Linked DNA regions of Hordeum vulgare: region 1 is linked to region 2. Evidence: chromatin contacts called from public Hi-C data. All regions are on one chromosome and are shown on one strand. The core of a region is the stretch at or near the end of the contact, and the rest is flanking DNA. Distances in the headings are between cores, read along the strand shown.

Evidence for each region. A called contact is a pair of places that touch in the nucleus more often than the background predicts.
Region 1: a contact with region 2 is called in a Hi-C map of leaf, with 4 times the contacts expected there. The contact joins the promoter of LOC123443749 here to the enhancer-like site in region 2. A contact is called at or near these places in 3 of 6 Hi-C or Micro-C datasets (leaf and seedling) and 1 of 1 datasets of contacts at active chromatin or transcription factors (embryo).

What each region holds. Positions count from the first base shown.
Region 1 is chr3H:326,396,310-326,400,028 of MorexV3_pseudomolecules_assembly, forward strand. It overlaps LOC123443749 (protein ROOT HAIR DEFECTIVE 3), which reads left to right and starts at 1,392. Exons shown (of 23, transcript XM_045120271.1): 1 at 1,392-1,626; 2 at 2,571-2,720; 3 at 2,831-2,897; 4 at 3,006-3,108; 5 at 3,558-3,628. The coding sequence starts at 2,573.
Region 2 is chr3H:325,946,068-325,950,115 of MorexV3_pseudomolecules_assembly, forward strand. It overlaps the pseudogene LOC123441735. Among protein-coding and RNA genes, the nearest start is that of LOC123441736, 35 kb to the right of the region's middle. Within about 2 kb of position 1,399, at least 2 of the 3 cell types and tissues checked have open chromatin away from gene starts, as enhancers often do. A contact at or near this core is called in leaf, where this site is marked.

The DNA.
Region 1 (3,719 bases), core at 142-2,641, 450 kb after region 2:
GGGCGTGAGGAGATTACGGTGGCCTTAGTGGCATCTTGGGGAGCATTGTGCCTCCACACCGCTCTAACGGAGATTAGCATCCGCAAGGGTGTGAACTTCGGGATACATCATCGTCTCCCCGTGCGTCGGTTATCTCTTACCCGAACCCTTTACTTATGCACTTTACTTTGTGATAGACATATTGTTTATTGTAATATATCTTGCTATCACTTAGTTGTTTATCTTGCTTAGCATAAGTTGTTGGTGCACATAGGTGAGCCTAGTTGTTTGTAGGTTTTGTGCTTGACATATTAAACGTTAGTTTTATTCCGCATTTGTTCAAGCCTAAACCTTAACTATTTTAAAGCGCCTATTCACCCCCCCTCTAGGCGACATCCACGTCCTTTTCAGCGTGCACTGTTTTGCACCGTCTGTTGGAGTTGTTCGACGTCAAAAAACGAATTTTTGAACGCACATAGCAGTTTTTGGGTGCCTATTGAAGATGCTCTAGAGCAACTCTAGCAAACCCTGTATAATTGCGACGTGCAAACGCGTTTTACAGTTCGACGAAGTGGGGTTTTGCGGGACAAAATGTTGCGCTGCAGAACAGAATAGAACCGGGGGAGGGAGGAGCACGAGCGTGAGCTCGATGCCTTGAAGGAGCTGCCGGAGAAGAGGCGGCCGCGCGCGCGGTCGTACTCCTCTGTCTCGCACGGAGGAGCGACGGCGGCGGCGTCTGGCCCCACTGCGTGTACCGGCGGGCGGCGCGCTTACAGGCGACGTCGGATCTGACGCAATGAACCCTCTCGGGGTCGTCGTTCCTACAACTACCGGAGTTGGCCATCAAAGGGCGTGGAATGGAGCTGCTACGCGGCGGAATGGAGGTGCGCGGCGGCGGATTGGAAGCGCCGACGGTGAGGTGGGGGGACTTTTCGCGGCGGCGGAGGGATAGGATTTCGACCCGCATCCAGCAGTCAAACCCGTAGATATACTGTTCGAGCGCTCGCGTTTACGGGCCACCGCAAAAGTTTTACGGACCGGGCCGCGTTTACAGTTTCTGATGTGATAGGAAAAATAGTCCAAATCCGTATAATCGTCGAAATTTTACAGTTTGAACCATTATACGGGGTCTAGAGTCGCTCTAAATGCTCTAGCGAAATACTCCTTTATCACAGCTTGTGTGAGCGGCGCAGCGTGACATGGCCGCTCGGGTTGGCATGGACGGCCACCTTTCGGCACCCAAAGACCCAGATTTGATGACGCAAACAATTTTTAGAATTCCGACCATCCATGGCTGTTGGATTTTTATATACGTGTGTGTATACGAGTATAATAAGATCATACTGTATGCATGGCTATACAAAGTACCAGTATATGCGTCGTGTCGGCCTCGGGCGATACCCTCACCGAGTCCGAATATTTTCCCTTTCTTTCTCCCCTTGTGCTTTCTCGTTCGTATTTACTCCTCTCCTCCTTTCGAAATTCACAAATTACCAACCTCCCCATAAAAGCCACGCCTTCGTGCTCCTCCTCTCTCTTCCTCCTCGCCCCCACCCCCCCCACCCCCTTTCGTCCCGCTCCCCCCATCCTTCGCCGCCGACGCCGACGCCGACCGCCGTACGGGGGCCCTCCAGCGCAATCTCCACGGTGCGTATCCCCCCCCTCTCTCTGATCCGATCAACGCTTCTCGGATCGCTCCCTGACCTTGTCCCAGGGTCCCGGATTTCGATACCCCCCCTTGCTTTTTTTGTTGCTCCTCGTGGTGTGCGGTGATTCCTGGCGAATAGGCGACCAGATCGATGCGGGGAGCTGCTCCAATCCTCGTCGGTGGCGCCGGACCGCTAGATTCAGCTGGTTCCCGTTCGGTTTTGGGGGTTTATGGCTGTTGGTTTGGGCGATTCCGACCCGCGGCGCTCGATTCGCCTGGAGTTCGGGGCGCGTGCTTGGATCGCCTCCCGCTGGATCGTCTCGAAAGGCCCCGCCTTTTTTTAGCTTTCTTCCCCTTGATCTCGTGATCTCTCCGGCCGTACGATCTCGCTAGGGTTAAGGATACTTGCGGCAGCACTGTCACTGTAAGTTGCCGTAGAACTCTCCTTGGTGTATAAAGGAGGATTGTTTGATCCGCGTAACATGCAGCATCCCTGGCTGGGTTGCATGCGAGCTTGTACGGTCTGCGATCTGTAGTAATAATTGTAGTAGTGAATCGTAGTTTGACCCAGAGGAAAGCCGTATGAGCGCATGCATCCATCAATTTGCTCCCTCAGTACACTAGTAACATTCGACTGCCTATACCTCTCTCTCCCCATTTAATGCTCCCGCTCTTTTCACAGGCTTAATGGAGTAATCATCACCTGATAATTTAAAAATATTACTACACTTCTCTTCTTGACATTGTTTTTGCGTATAATGCTCAAGAAACGGCATTATTGAAGGCTTGCGCTCGGATCTGCGTGTCTTATTTATCCCATCTGTTCTTTTTTCTTTCTCTTTCAAAATTTGAAGGCTCTATGGGTTGAAAATCACTCATCACTTCTTGGTGTCCCATTCCCAGCTTAAATGTGATATTGTCTCATGCGTTTCCTCTCTTGCAGAAATGGAGGACCCCTGTCTTTCTACGCAGCTTATTGATGGAGATGGTGTTTTCAATGTTTCTGGATTGGAGAGTTTCCTGAAGGAAGTTAAATTGGCCGAATGCGGGCTCTCATATGCTGTTGTATCAATAATGGGCCCGCAGAGTAGTGGTATGCGACACTCTTTTCCTCATTTTTTCCATCCTGTTAACTTTAAGCCGTTAGATGTTATACCATTGGTCTTCAATCCCTTACTCCCGCCCCATCCCAATCTTTTGCAGGAAAAAGTACACTTCTGAATCATCTTTTCCGCACCAATTTTAGGGAGATGGATGCTTTCAGAGGAAGGTGTGTTGTCATTCTTCTTATATGCTTTTCTCTATATATGCTTTCGCACCTTGCTGGAATTAATTTATCCTCTGTGCCCATTTAACTAGCGTTTATTTGGTACTTCAGGTCACAGACAACCAAAGGTATATGGATGGCGAAGGCCCATAATATTGAACCATGCACCCTTGTAATGGATTTGGAAGGCACTGATGGAAGAGAGAGGGGAGAGGTAATGAAAAACAAGAATCCCCCAATTCAGATTTGATTGAACGTGCATTATCACAGAAGACACATGCTCAGATTCACCTTTCATTACTAGATGAAACATTTGTTTCTTCCCATTTCATAGTTCTGAGTTAGGGGGTCAGCTAGGGCATCTCCAGTAAGCCACATTATAGCTCCTCCAGCTTTGCAACCTGTAAGGCCCCTCCCATCGGTTTCTTGCATCATATTACCAACTTATAGTGTAAGGAGAGCTCTTGTTTGAGTGAACTTTATTATATGTTGCATGTTTGTGTCTGGACTTCTGCTTGTAAGCTCACACGCTGAAGCTAACCCTGTACCCTGTGATTGCTTGCACACATCAGACTATTAGATGGTTGCAAGTTACTACGTTTTGCATTATGGAGTTTTTTTTATTCCACATTGTATTTGCCTAATTCATGCACAAAATTTCAGGATGACACAGCCTTTGAGAAGCAGAGTGCATTATTTGCTTTGGCTGTTTCGGATATTGTGTTGATCAATATGTAAGTTTGTTTTTCTAAGTGATGGATATCTAATCTATTATTCCCTAAATTGGACCCTATATTTAATTGATTGTTTGCTTTTATTCCTTAG
Region 2 (4,048 bases), core at 149-2,648:
CTAGCAATGGTGATAGCTCCTACACGCAATGGCCTCGAGGCTCGTTGGATTATGCACTCCTTGTATCACGAGTGAAGAGTTGTTCAAAAAATTTCTTCTTTGGCTCCGCATACCGCTGCCATGGAACCGCCCCTTCACGGTCGCACCGAGCATCAACATGAACTTTGGCGTAACGTAGTGGTGGTGCCTTAGGCCGTTGGCGCCTAACTTGAGAAAGATTTGATGGCCTCTCAATTATATGTGGACGAGTTTCTCTAACCATATCTAGTTCATCAATGAACCTCTTTTATAAATTATAGTTTGCTTGCAGTGTTAGAAATATGCCCTCACGGATGGCCTTGCGTCTAGCACACCACATGCCTTAAAGAGTAACCAAAGATTCGCAAAATGTACATGTGATAATGATTTCATAAGTGTAAATAAGCATTGCTTAGCACTTGGTTCATAGGTAGTTGCCAGAATTTGAGTCAAGTCCTGGTCGACAATAGCCCAAGTACATCCTGACTTTGTGCAAACTATCAATAAGTGTCTCCAGGAGTCGAGCACATCGCATAGTCCGCACAAACCATTGTCTTTCACGTGTTTGTAGGCCCTAACATCTTCCGTTGTGAGTGAATGTGTTGACAACCTCCATAGAAACAACCGTGCATTCGCCCAAACATGTGTCTTTCATAGCGATTTCCAAGCGTCTTGCTCGTCTCTGACGGTACTTGCGCCTTAATTAGTGACTTCGGTGCTTGTGCACTAGATGACTATCTATGGATCATCGTTCCAATTTAAGGCGCGCAAATCACACAAGACAATTGAAACGGGTCGGCCCATTAGCTAGGCAACTCCTTATTTGGTTTTGGCCACATTGAAGATTTCGGCTCACTCATATTGGTTTTTTCTCTAGATTGTTTTACTGTATTTTCTTTCGTTTTTATTTTTCCCTTTCATTTCCATTTTTTTCCTTTTTTAGAAAGATGTTCGTAAATTTTAAAAATAGTTTGGAATGTTAAAGTATTCGTGTTTGAAATACAATCACAGATTAAAAAAATTTGTGTTTCAGAAAATGTTTGGGATTTTTCAAAAATTTATCTCAATTTTTATATTCACGTTTTAAAAACTATACATCATTTCAAAAACAAGTTGTGTTTGTGAAAATATTCACATTTCTTATTTTTTGAAATTAGCATGTTAATAAAAGTTTGAAATTTCAAAAAGTGTACACTTTTTAAAAAAAAAAATGAGCCCACTAGCATTCAATTTTAGAAATAAAATCGTGAATTTTCAAAAAACCGAATTCGAAACGGTACGGCCTCCTGTTTGCTAGAGTACCAGGTCTACTGCAGTGCAGTTTAGCTACATCACAGAGGATAGCTACATGGACCGGCCTAGTCGGTCGGAGGCTCTGCGCGAAAGTGCGCCAGTTTGACGCACGCCTGCGACAAATAGGAGGGAGCTCCAAATATACATTCCGGTGAAGGCTAACGTGCCAGGTGCCTTCGTGCCTAACTTTTTTTTTTTGAAAGCCTTCGTGCCTAAATTGGCAAGCATCCTGGTGACTAATCTTCTCTAATTCGCTTGTAAGATTAACTTTGTGTAGTTAGCACTCTTGGTTACTTGCAGATGTTGTTTGCAGCATTACGTCTGTGGCTGCTTACCAGGTCCATGCAACGCATCATCAATGCGAAAACAATAAAAATAACAACTGGCTGTTGGACTGTTGGTTGTGCTTGATCAGGACTGCCGTTGGCCTGATCTAAGATTCAATTACTTGCCGATCCCGAGGCAAGTCTCCATGCTGACAATATTGACGTGGTCACGCGCGTGTGGTCACTGTTTGCATGTGCAAACGTTGCAGGATCACGAGCTGGTTGTCGCCACCACAGGACGCCGCGGCACTGGAAATCGAGCGAGAAGATTTGCGCTCACGCACTGCTCCCATCAGTTTTGTCCACATCCTCTTTATTCCCTTCACTTTCTCCTGACCTCATGTGCTTGTCATGGCATCCTGATCAGTTCATCGCTGATCTGATGTTAGTCATGTACATGCGGGGTTTCGTGAGTTTCGCCGTGGTGATCTCGGCTCCAAGATCCTCAGAACTAGGATTGGTTGAACTAGGGATGGTTTTTTTTTAAACGGGGGCAAAAGATTTGTCTCATATATTAAATAAGAGGAGAATAGAATTTTTATTACAAACCCCACACTACATAGAGCTCACTTTCCCGGTATGATGATGCCCAACTGTTTTGCTTTTGATGTTGTTGAGCAAGATTGTTGTTGGCGTATTCTTGTGATGAAAGACGCACGCGTTTCACTTATTCCAAAGAATCCATTCGACAAGCATCATAAGGGATGCCAATGCCTTCCTGTTGGGCTTGCTGTCATCGGATTTCTAGACCTATCAATCACTAACTGAATTCTCAAGATGCCAACCTGAATTATTAAAGTCAATCAAGTGGAGCCAGTCGTTCACCATGCTCCAAAGACGGAGTGTGAACCGGCACTTATAGAACATATGGGGATCGGACTCCTCTACTTGCTTGTAGAGTGGGCAGAGGTTACAGTTCGGCCATCCTCGCTTGGCTAGTCGGTCGGCGGTCCAAATACGGTCTTGTGTAGCCAGCCAGGAGAAAAACTTGTCCTTGGGAGGGGCTCACACTTTCCATATCATTTGCTCCATTGCAGAGTAGACCGTACCCAGGAATTGGGCCTTGTAGGCGGAGTCCGCGGAGTATTGCCCTCTTCTCGTGTGCCTCCACAGGATATGGTCTTCTGCATGCTCATCGAGGTGAAGGCCTTGGATGGTGGACCAAAGGGTCACAAATTGTCAAATATGCTCCATGGTGAAGTTTGCGGAAACTTTGACCTTGGCAACCCATGCCCCATTATTGAGGGCCTCTCTCACCTTCCAATTTTTGCGCATAGAAGCCTCGAAAATGAGTGGAGCTAAATCCTTGGGTTTTTGGTTATTAATCCATGGAGCGTCCCAAAAAGGAGTTCTTGTGCCATTACCCATGGTGATGGTGGTGGAAGCGTAGAAGAGATTGAGGTCAATGTTGTCGCAGGGGTTATCCATGCCAACCCATAGTTTGGATGGCTCTTTCCATTCGAACCATGGCCATCTGAGCCGGAAAGCTCGCGCGAACTTTTTTGTGTTAAGCACACCAAGCCCTCCACGCTCGTATGGCCTGCATACCAAGTCCCAGTTGACTTTGCATTTTACCCCTGTTGTCTTGTCAGAGCCATCCCAAAGGAAAACTCTTTCCAATTTGTTGGTGTCGTGGAGGATGCTCTTGGGAACGTTGAGAGTCGTGATGTAGTATAGCACTTGGGACGAGAGCACCCATTTGACTAGAGTTGTGCGCCCAATGGAAGTGATGTTGCCACAATCCCAAGGAGTGAGCTTAGCAGCCACCTTATCCTCCAAAATTTGGAAGTCCACCTTCTTCAGTTGTCGTACAGAGAGAGGAAGCCCTAGATATCTCATTGAGAATGAGGATATTTTGGCCGGCAGGTTGTGCAGGATAGGCGCCAAGTTGATGTTGCTGCATCTGATGGGAACTATCAAACTCTTCTGGAAGTTGGTTGCAAGGCCTATAACCTTGCCAAAGCAGTGAAGGATCTGAGCTAGCTGGTCAATATCCCTCTTGATCGGCGCCATGAAGACCGTCGCATCATCCACGTAGAGAGAGGTACGAACAGAGGCCCTTCGTCCTCGGATCTTGTGCAGAAGGCCCTACGTGGTGGCATTGTCCATGAGCCACTAAAGAGGGTCAATAGCGATGACAAACAGCAGCGGAGACAGAGGTTCTCCAGTAGCGGAGGCAGAGGTTCTTGTAAGTGCATCTAGTGCCCTTAGTGATTTTGGTGGTTTGAAGACTTATATGTTAAGTATCTAATATGTTCATGAGTGTACACAGGATCTATAAGTCACTGAGGAGTTTGAGTTATACGATGAATATCGACCCCTAAAAATGTATATCTTCGGTTGAAGAGATTGGTCTTATGCTGAAGACTTTGTCGCGTAGAAATTGTGATGAAATTGATATTCCTCATGAA